2 separate regions of the Rattus norvegicus genome follow, and region 2 is linked to region 1. A link is a contact called in public Hi-C data. All regions are on one chromosome and are shown on one strand. The core of a region is the stretch at or near the end of the contact, and the rest is flanking DNA. Distances in the headings are between cores, read along the strand shown.

Evidence for each region. A called contact is a pair of places that touch in the nucleus more often than the background predicts.
Region 2: a Hi-C map of liver shows a contact between it and region 1, with 3 times the contacts expected there. The contact joins the promoter of Pikfyve here to the enhancer-like site in region 1. A contact is called at or near these places in 12 of 12 Hi-C or Micro-C datasets (the A7r5 cell line, the Rat2 cell line, Schwann cells and 7 more) and 1 of 1 datasets of contacts at active chromatin or transcription factors (oligodendrocytes).

Annotation. Positions count from the first base shown.
Region 1 is chr9:73,988,622-73,994,152 of GRCr8, forward strand. It overlaps a transcript of Cryga not described here. Among named protein-coding and RNA genes, the nearest start is that of Cryga, 13 kb to the left of the region's middle. Within about 2 kb of position 2,235, at least 28 of the 93 cell types and tissues checked have an H3K27ac peak or open chromatin away from gene starts, as enhancers often do. A contact at or near this core is called in the A7r5 cell line, Schwann cells and liver, where this site is marked.
Region 2 is chr9:74,056,124-74,061,927 of GRCr8, forward strand. It overlaps Pikfyve (phosphoinositide kinase, FYVE-type zinc finger containing), which reads left to right and starts at 1,391. Exons shown (of 42, transcript NM_001427277.1): 1 at 1,391-1,555; 2 at 5,048-5,228. The coding sequence starts at 5,057. It also overlaps a transcript of Idh1 not described here.

The sequences.
Region 1 (5,531 bases), core at 985-3,484:
CCCAGATATCTCTCTGTCTCTTTCTTTCTGTCCCAGGTGTCCCCAGACAGCCTCTCTTTCTGTCCTCCTCAGCCCTCCACCTTTCTCTGCCCTCTGCCCTCATGGCTCTGCCTACCTCTACCCCTTCTCCAGGTCCTCACTCCCCTCCCTTCCCCTGAATAACCCTGGCATGGGCCCACCAGGCATCCCTGCCTGCCTTTGCATTACATTTCTAATAAGCTTGGTCCCAAACCAACCACTCAGCAGCAATTCCTGCACATGTATAGAAGCTTTTATGATGTTTGCTTTTACAAGCTGCCCCTGGGATGGACCCTAACATAAGAGAGACCCCTGCACCAATATAAGAAACTATCTGGAATAAGACCTCCATTCTGAGTTGTGGCCAAGTAAAGTTTAAGTTCCCAAGACTCCCTGAGAACTGACATCCTAGTTGGCAGAAAAAGACATGCACATAGGTAACTGACATCCTGGTGGACAAGTTAAGACATGAATGTTAGACAAGCCCCGTCCCGGTAGATGACTTAAGACAAGAATGTTAGGCAAGACAAGTCTCCTGCCAGAGTTGAATCCCGAAACCGATGGAGCAGGATAAATGGACTTGTTCCTAAATCCCTTATCCCTAAATCATGATTGGTGAAATAACTTGACACGGCTGTTTGTGGATTTTAGGCTTAAAGGCCATGTAGGATCTTAATTCAATGTCGCAACCAGCTCCTGAGTCTGGATTTGTGGCCCTGATCTATCAGTCTTGGGACATTATACTTAATAAACTATCCCTGTCCGACTGAGTTCAGTGTTTGTGTGGTTTGGGAGGAGACTCCTGGACCCCAACAGGAGACATCCAACTTGAAAGGGGTGGATCTGGGTCTGGGCCCTGTCTGCTTTGCCTCTGGAGTCATGATATTTGAGTGTTAGTTAGGATGGATGTGAATGCCAGCTTTTTTCTTTTGATTTTTGAGATATGTTTTCTTCTGTGCAACAGAGCCCTGGCTGTCCTGGGTTCCCTTTGTAGATCGGGCTGGCCTGGAACCCCCAGAGATCCACCCACCTCTGCCTCCTCAGTGCTGGGACTACAGGCTTGCATGTGCCACCATGACAGGCTCAAAGCAGGCTTTTACAATGTGATGCCCTTTGGCAAGACAGAGGAGAGCTGAGGTCTCGGGGTTCTCTGTTTAGTACCCTTATCTCCTTCCACCCACTTTTATTTTCTCTGCCTTTTTCCCCTTTGACCCCCATTTCTTCCATCAAATGAGGCAGAACAATGTTTTTATCAATTGCTTTATAAGTTTAAGGAATATTTAGGCTTTTTCTTCAGTTTAAATCAAGTTGGGTATTTTATATTTATTATCTGGACACGGTTGCAAATATCCTGTAATTATGTAAAGCCTTCAACTGAACTTTTCTGGGTCCAAGTCTTCAACAGGAAAACAAAACAAAACAAAGCAAAACCTGAATTCCTTATTAACAAAAACTGGTTATTTATAACAAGCCTGAGACTGATAGCAAACAGTATATGCCTTGCTGCTCTCCTACCACCAGGGGGCAGAGGAGAGTCTCAGAGAAAGTCTTCGGGCCAAGCACAGTTCCCACAAGTCCTTCCCAGATGCCGGAAATTCGTCCTAATGTGATTTGTATTCCACTTGGTTTTAAACTCTGGCTTAGAAACGATTTCAGTTGTTGCTTCGGAGACATTTTATCCGAAGGAATCAAAGGGCATTCCGATATAAATGGTAATTAAAGAACCTTTGACAACATCTTTCATCTGTAAACCACTCAGACTTACAATTAAAACCACTACTTTTAAAGTGATGTTAAACCCCAAAAGGCTGTTTTAAAATAGTCCTATAGTTTAATGTTTGAAATGTTACATTGCCACTGAGAGATCCTGCTGGATACTCGGTGGCTTGTGGGTGGAGTCAGTCTGCAACTGCATGGGGGTGGTACGAACTCTGGTGGGAGGGTAGGGGCTGCTAGCATTGCTTCCTCAAACCATAATCATTTGGGGGAATTAGTTACCCCAGACAAGTTACGTTTGCATTGCTAATAATATACATATTTGATTAGCTATTTAATGTTTAGATACTTAGAGTCTCTATCAGATGTGATTTTGTCCCTAGGACACATTTGTCAGTCGGGAGGCATTTTGAACTGTCCCACTGTTGGTATGATTCTGAGGATCGCGGCTACATACTACGGAGCAGAGGCTCTTGCAGGACTGAACGAGTGATCCGGAGGACAAGCACGTAAGCAGCCGTGGCTTCCTGTTTTAGCTCCATTATGCAGGCTGCACTTAGCCCGGTTGCTCAGACACACTGACATTTGCAAACTCTGACTGATGCCCCCCCCCCCAAACCAGGAAGTCACAGTACAATCTCCTTCAGAATGAGGCGTGGGGACTGAGACGCAATCGCCCAAACAGTGTGACTGACACATCTCCAAAGCTAGAAGAAGAGAAAATCTAAGGGAAAAATAGCGAGCCTGGCTCAGTTTGGGGCGTGTTTGGTGAAGGAGAGGGGAGACAGGCGGGCAGTGAGAACGCAGCAGCAGCAAACAGGCAGACACTGGGCAGAGTAGTGTGTGGAAGCAGAGCACCACAAAGGCAGGCCTTTCTTCAACTTAAGAACAACAACAACAACAACAACAACAACAAAACAAAACAAAAGCTGCTTGGGAGGGGGGTGGGGATGGAGAGATGGCTCAGTGGTTAAGAGCACTGGCTGCTTTTCCAGGAGACCCGGGGTCAATTCCCAGCACCCACACGGCAGCTCACAGCTTGCAGGCATACATGCAGTCAAAACACCAACGCACATACAAATCGATCAATCAATCAATCAATCGATGGATCAATCAATAAATCACAGAAATCAAATCAGGTCATGTGCCATTCACTTGCCTTTCAAAAAAACAAACAAGCAGAAAACTGCTTAGTCTCTTAAGAGCCACAGTCAAGATAAGTCTTGATACAGAATCTAAGATCTATAGAAAACAAGGCACCTTGCCCAACTTGCTCCCTGCCTAATCTGTGAGAGAGCAAAAGAAGGAGCGATACGCCATGCAGTGGTCAGGGAGCAAGCTCTAGTTCCTCAGGAGCTGAGGGAATGTGGATCTCAGCAAGAGCAAGGTGCTCAGAAATTGGTTTCAAAACCACAAGACTTAGTAAGCACTTGGCTGTGGAAGTGGACGAGGTAGGCACTTGACCATCTCTGACCCATTGCTCATACAGTCTAGTCTGAAGAACAGGGGATAAATAATGGTCCTGTGTCTCTGGCCCTGGCCTCCTCCTGAATCCTTCAAAGCTGCTTCGTGGTTGTGAGCCATTACATACACACTGTGGTCCGTGGGTACAATAGGAAATTAAATAACTGTCCTGTGTCTATGGCCTTGACCCTGCCCTGGCCTCTTTCTGAGTCCTTCCAAACTGTTATGGTTGTGACCCATTGCTTATAGACTGTCGTCTATAGGTAAAAGAAACAGGTTGGGCACTTGTCCTGTGGTTGTGTTCATGGCCCTGGCCCTGCAGTTGACAGCCTTTTAAATCAGACATTGCAAGGGACAGTGAGCAGGTCAGGAGTGAACGTGCTGGTTCAGCTCCCTTTACTCCTGCCCCACTCCACCCCCTGCCACCCACCGGGCCCATAGAAGTTTCCAGTGGTAAAGGGATCACACCCAGTTTTTATATTCTTACTGAGTGTTCAAGCTGTGAAAATGGAACTGCTTGAAAATCATCCAGAATACTTTATTTTCTCAAATACTGAACCTCGTGTAGCCCAGGCTGGCCTGAATTCTCTATGTTGCCAAGGATGACCTTGAACTCCTGATGCTCCTGCCTCCCTCACCTAAGTGCTGGGGTTACACAAAACGCACCAGCATGTGCTACTCTACTTAAAAGGGGGCATTTTATAAGCATGTGTGACGCAATTAGGATGTGGTTGCTTCTGGTTTTTACCTTTATTAAAACTACAATTGTTTATTCAGGGGTGGGGTGAGCAGTTGTGTGTGCACAGGTATCCGTGTGGTCAGAGGGCAGCTTCCAGGAGTGGTTTTCTCCTTCCATTACATAGGTTTGAGGAATCGAATCAGAGAGTGGGGATTGACCACAGGAGTCTTTGCTTGCCAAGCAATCTCAGTATCTCAGTTTTGACTTCTTGACATAAAATTGTTATTTATCTGACAGCCTAAATGTATATGCTGAATAACCTCATTCTGGGGCTATGGACTGTGCTCAGTGGTAGAATGGATGCTTAGCACGTGCAGGACTCTGAGCAGTGTCCCCAGCAGCACACACACACACCACGCACAGATACATACACATAAAGAGGCGTGCATATGTATCTGTGTTTATAGCTTGGAATATATGTCAGTGGTAGAGCACTTGCTTAGCATATACCGTAAACAGGCCCATATACATCCCTGGTACCAACAGTCCCGTGTCATGCTTACCTTGGTAGAATCAGGACTGGCAGAAGAATTGGCCCCATAAATTTTAAGGACTTCTTCGATTGGAATACTGTTCTGTGAAATAAAAACAATGTGTCGCTACACCGTGCCTTTTCTTTATTATAAAACAAAGTTACGGCAGCTCTAGTGGATCAAGTATGGTGTGAGGTAACACAGCAACTAGATAATAATTTCTAAATTAATGAGTGACAAGTTTTCCAGACACTACTGCCTCTACTCCTTTTATTCCCTCCCCTCTCATCTCCCATAAATATTTTTCGCGATATGGTATGGCAGTCGAATTTTTCATTACACATTTAAAATAATACATTTTACGGTGAGGAAATCCAAGGCATTTAGAAGCAATATTAAAACCATGTAAGTATGCACTAGAACCAAACGATCTTAGAAGACACAAAGTGTGTACACATGCAGTGCTCTCTCCCTCACCATCAAGACTCCGGCGTAGGAGGATAAGATCAGTGCTTCTCGCTCTTTTCGGTTCGGATACACGGGTCTGTCATGAAGTGGAGCTCTCCTAAGAGGAAATAGGGAGGGAGACGAGTTGGGGGGGCATGTGTTGGAGGTGGTGTGTGTGAGTGTACGCACATGCGTGTGGAGATCAGAGGTCAACCTTGGATGACATCCTCTGGAGCCACCCACCTTGGAATTTCTGAGTAAGGGACTCACTGGGACCTGGGATTCATTCACTAGGCTAGGCTGGCCAGACAGCAAGCACCACGTCTGTGCCTCTTCAGTGCCGTGATTATAAATTTGTGCCACCTCACCCAATATTTTATGTAGGTGTGGGGATCAAAGTCAGGTGTCCTTGCTTGTACAGTAAGCGCTGACTGTTCTCTCCATTTTATGGCTCCTTTTCTTGTTCCTTTTGACATAAGCTAAGGTGTGACGCTAATCCATAAGTAATCAACAATGGCTGTGTGTCATCCACTTTTTAAATAGGATTAATATGATTGACTTTCTGTTGATGAACATGTACTTTGAATTTTTTGTGTGTTTGTTTGTTCATTTGTTTGTTTGAAATAGGATCTCTCTGTGTAGCCCTGGATCTCCTAGAACTTACTCTGTAGACT
Region 2 (5,804 bases), core at 141-2,640, 67 kb after region 1:
AGCCCACTATATCTTTCAAAAAGTGTTAGTTGAACGGGTGTTTCTGTATATAGTTTTTTCTGTATCTTGCTATCCTCTCAGTTGGATTATGTATTGTGTTCTCTTGGCCTATTTCATAATTTATTGTACGTTTATGGGATATTAGCGTCTGTTGGAGTAATTTAAGAAAATATTTTTCTTTTCTTCTTAAGAAAGATGCTTGAGTATGTTTATGGGCCAAGGAGAAGTTATTGGGAAAGGTTTGGTTGAAGAGACATTGCAAGCCCACAGGGATATGAGTGAGGGACGTGTTTGCAGATAGTTGTGTTTGGTAGAGGTCGTTAGGTTAAGGATTGCAGCCCAGCTTTTTGACTTGCATATTTGCATAGTAGTAATGAAGGCCAAAGGGCACTAAGGACAAGATCCAACCAAGAGCCAGTTAAGGATGGTGACCAGCAGTTGCAGCGTCCTCTAGCTTCAGGTTTTGGCGGTATTTTCCATCGTTGAAAAAAACAAAAACCAAAACAACAACAACATCAACAACAACAAAACAAACCAAAAACAAAAAACAAAGCTGGGTGGGAAATGCCAAAGTTCTAGAGGAAAAGAATTCTCAGAATAACACCAACCTCCAGATTCCTTTCAGTGCTCCCCTGAAAAGCCCTGCGTTTTCAGTAAGCAGGTTTTAGCTTGTTTTCTACTTTTAACTGCACAGCCCTTTTAGCAGGACAAAAATAACGCGTCACGTTAATACCAACCTGAGCAAGTCAGGACTTGATAATTCTTATCTGCAACACAAAACCCTAATTTAAAGAAGCTATAGTCAACATCACTTGGTCAGGTTCTGTGCCAACTACTTTTCATGCGGTGTTTTACCTAATCCTCAAACAACAACAAAACCCATTAACAACAACAATAATTAAAAAACAACAGGGAGTGAACGCTGCTATAATTAACCCCGCTTTATCCACCAGAGGTTTGAGGCCTAGAGAAATAAGTAATTTGTTCAAAGACACACAGTTGGTTTTAGCGGAGTCCTGAAAGTGTCCTAAAAGCTAACCATCTCTTCGCTCTGGGCTACACAGGTGGAAGTCGGTCCAAGAGAGCTCGGAGAGCAGCCTAACTTATGAGTGCTCACAGTGTTGAACACATACGGTAACAGCAGACCAACTAGGGTCTAGTGCCCGGCGCTCGTGATGCTCACGTGCACTGTCCTCTCTTCTTTCAGGAAGGCTGAGGCAGCGTTAAGTCCTCTGGGGGCCTGGAACGATATTCTCTGGGTTAGATTCTTTCTGCCTGAACATCTGATCGGAAGGTCCAGAGGGCGGTGAGGAGTGGGCGGAGCCGGCCCTTGGAGCCTGTTGCTGATTGGTCAGAAGGGGTATCGGGGCGGAGCCTTGAGGTGGTAGGCAGAAGCGAGAAACCGCAGTTACAGCGTATACCTCTGGGCTCCTCGGCGCGACCGCCGGCTGCCTGAGGAAGCCGGCCCTGCGCTTGGCTAAGGCTTCCTGGCCGAGAGTGGTGAGGCGGAGGCCGGGGAGGCGGGAGGCCCGCGGGGCCGGGGCGGGAGGCGAAGGTAAGGGAGGCGGCGAGGCATGGGCAGGCAGGGCGCGCAGTGGGAGGAAGGCCGGCGTGGGTCCCGGAGCACCGCCTGAGGGATGGCGAAGGCCCGGGACTCTGCGGACTCTGCGGCCGAGGCTCGGCCGGGGAGCGGGGAAGACCTGATGGGAACCGGCTGGCTTCTGAGCGCCCGCCGGCCCTGTGTGGCGAGACGGACGGAAGCCGGCTGGGCCATCTCCTGCACAGGCTTCCTTGACACAATGGAAGTTCTCTTGCCTCTCTGTTTTCCTAATGCCCGAACTTATTTCGGAGGTGGACCATGTCATCTCTTCCTCTGAGCGGGTGAGCGCAAGTCTCAGGGTTGCAGCTTTAGTCTGGAAAAGAAAGTTCTGACCCACAGAAACCATTCCAAGCTTGAGTGTGTCCATCAGCTTAAATGCTGCTGTCTGCTGTTTGAGGCTTAAAAAAAAAAAAAGAAAAGAAAAAAGAAAAAAACTTAACGTAGTGGTTTTAAGGAGGAGACTTATTTCCCAATAAGTCGTTTCCCCTTTCCCAAGAGGTTCCCAAGAAATGTTGAAAGTGAAATTTGATGGATGCATTTAGAAATTTAGGGTCTTCTGTCGTATTTAGGTTCTTAGGACATTCAGGGAAGGTGTACATTCTGCATAAAGCAGGTTACTGCTGTGTATCTTACGCGCGTAATGTGTTAAATGATGAAGGGTTGCTTCATTCGATGTATCTTGTATTTCTAGATGTAGCTGCCCAGCAAATCGCACCGTCTTGTTTTACATTTATTTGAATCTCTGCCTCTCCAGGACTCCCACTCTGTCCTGGTCTCCCATTCCCCCATTCTCCCCCTCCCCGGAGGGAGGGGGAGCGGGGTAGACCAGGACAGAGACAGACACAGGTGTAGGGTGGCGGCTGGAGGGGAGATAGTCTTAGTTTCTTTCTCTCCGATTCATTAGGTTCAGGCTTGTGACAAAGGTCAGGACTTCTCTGAGAAGCAACACTAACTTCCCGAGTCCTCCCCCTCCCTTCTCCTCTTTCTGGAACAGTTACATGAATCACACTGGTTTTCCTTTAGTGTTTCTGCTGTGCATGGGCCAAAAAAAAACGAACACTAAGCCTTTCTTGATGGAAGCTAACATTGCTTGTATTCAGCTGTCCTGCATCAATAGATAAAAGTTTGAGAATTGTATTTAAGAAAATGATTGCGCTGCTGTTTGGAATTTCACTACAATTTTCCTATGGGCAGATAGGTCAAGCTATTTCCTACACTTTAATATCGGACTCATTTTCTGATTTGCTTTACCAAGAAACTTATTGCAAATCTGCGTATACCACACTGGCCTTGGGATAAAGAGAGACACTGCAGAAGTTGTTGGATAAGTAGGTTAACATTTCTAATTATGTATGCAGAAAGAGCCATGCTTTATAGCATAAACAGTTATCATGCTGCTAAAAATCAGAGTTGTAAGTTTTCGGATGCTGGTGGCATGTAGTTATTAAGATTACGTCTATGTGGTTGCATTCATGTTTCAGAGACTGCACTTGATGTGTGTTTTCATGGCAGTTTTTACCTTCACATGTCCAAAGCTTAATGAAAGTTGTAGATATAGACTTTTAGAAGTAATTCTAAGACTCTGTAAGCAGATTGGTTTCTGCGCTTTCATTGGTACTTTTGTGGAAGTGTAAGAGGTTGTGTTCAGAAGCATGAGGGTTCTTATTGCCATTACATCTTTTTTTCTCCGGCGGTCTTTAAAACAAAACAAAACTTTGAGTTTTTACTTGATCAGTCATCATGTTAATCCTTCATGCTGTAGGATCATAGTTGTATGTTAGCTTGACGCAAGCTAGAGTTTTCAGACAGGAGAGAGCCTCAACTAAGACATTGCTTTCATAAGATGGCCTGTAAGCAAACCTGTAGGGCATCATCTTAATTAGTGACTGATGAAGGAAGGCCCAGTCCTCATTGTGGGTGGTAGTGGTCCTGGGTTCTATAATAAAGCAGGTTGAGCCCTTGTTCATGAGGAATAAGCCAATAAGCAGCACTCCTCCTTGGCCTCTGCCTCAGCTCCTGTCTCCAGGTTCTGCCCTGCTTGAGTTCCTATCCTGACCACCTTTGATGATAAAAACAGTAGTGTGGAAGTGTAAACTAAATAAGCCCTTTACTCCGGAAGTTGCTTTGGTCTTGGCGTTTCATCCCAGCAATAGCAACCCCGACTGAGACAATACTTTATGATACTAGAGGTCCTCCCTCCCTGTCTTTCTGCTTCCTTTCCTTTCCTTTCCCCCTACTCCATTGCCTTCCTCTTCTCCTTTCTTCCCCATCCTTTCCATTAAGCACTTGTTGCCAAAATCTCATCCAAGTCAGTGGTTTCATTTCTGTTTTAATTTAATAATCTGAGAGAATCTTGAGTACTAAGAGAATACAATTGGCTAGAACTGGAAGTCTGTGAGGAATACAGTTTTTTTTTCTTTTTGATAGAAGACTGTTGGAGAATTCTGTTGCAAGACTTGTCGCACAGTCACACGTCTATTTATTACTATCTCTGATCCACCCAGATGAAAACCGTTTAGGCTCAGTGTACCTTAGTTGCCTCAATTGTTAACCATAGTGATAATGCTGACTTTATAACTTCTGAGACTGTTGTGAACATAAAATGAACCAACAGGTGTGATTTTGAAGGAGAAAACCGTTTTAGAAGAGTGTAATGCCCTTTTTGGATAGGTAGATTACAAAGTTTTGTATTTTACTAACATGGCAAAGAATACTTCTCTTTAACCTGTCAGTCTACAGGGAGAGAGCCTTAGTCCCTTCCTGTGACTTTATTTCCTGACTAGACTTACTGCTTTGACTGGCTATGCTTTCTTGATTACTTATAAACAAAAATAAGAAGGCCATACCCTAGTATCTTACGAGTTTAGGCTTAGAGTGTGGTTGTGGAAATCCCAAGCTCCTGTGCCTAGGAGGAAAGAACAGGCAGCTTGTTGATTTGAGTACTTGTCACAGGCATTAATTACTGAAGCTGTTTGCTCAGATGGCATAGACATGTCATACAGCGTGACTGATTTTCTTTTCCTGAGATACATGCATACAATAAGGCTGAGCAGCTTATGTTATATAAAGTCAGTGTCCACTGTAACTTTAAAAAGCTATTATTACCAAAAATCCTTGGACACCTATAAGTAATGGGAATTTTTTTGTCTGCTCATATTTATGTCTTACTTGCAGATTTTAAATTGACTCTAATTGTAAAGAGAATAAGAATGGTAATATTTAAATTTAGCTTAGCCACATGACCATGGTTTTAAGTGTTGAGGCTCTTTTAATTTAGACAGCAGTGTGTTTTAAGCCTGAATTTGAATATTCGGACATAGGTTTCCTTACTCTTTGGTGTTTATTGATAAGAATAATTGACAGTCACACAAGGGGGCTGTCTGGATATTTGCCTGTTCTTCAAATGGTTTCTAAGGAATCTCTTTCCCTCCCTGCTTTTCTTTCCAGACTCATGAAATGGCCACAGATGACAAGAGCTCCCCGACATTGGACTCTGCTAATGACTTGCCTCACTCTCCTGCCAGTCCCTCTCACCTCACTCACTTTAAACCGTTGACTCCTGACCAGGATGAGCCCCCCTTCAAGTCAGCATATAGTTCGTTTGTAAATCTTTTTCGTTTTAACAAAGGTAAGACTTCATTCTAAAATGCAGTTTGGATTCTCTGCATTCCCTTTAATGTTTCAAGGATGTGAAATATTAACAAGGTGGTAGCTTCAATCTCAGGTCACCAGTCTTTCTAAGAAGGAAAAGGTAGCATTTCACATTATTTGTGATTAATTATTTGTGTGAATTGAGGGCTAGGGTGGTCTTTCTTAATGAGAAAGCATTTTTTCCCACATATTTTCTATCAGTGTGCTTCGACTTAATCAGGCTTACAGAATGAAACTTGTTTTGAGGGAGGCGTTGGTAACTAAAAGGTTTTAATTAAAGCACTAACATTAAACAGCAGTATATGGTTTATATGTTTAAAATCTTAGAAGCTGACAGCAGGCATGTTGGGACTTACTGGATTGAGTTGTAAATGATATGAATGAACAGATAATTTAAAGGATGAGTTCTTGAATACAATGTTAATTGTTTTTTAACCAAAATTTAAAATATAGCCATATCTTGTTCTTTATTTGCCTTTTTTTTTTTTTTTTTTTTTTTTTTTGAGGTAAGGCCTAGGCTAACCTGAAACACTGTGTAACTTTGGACACGAGG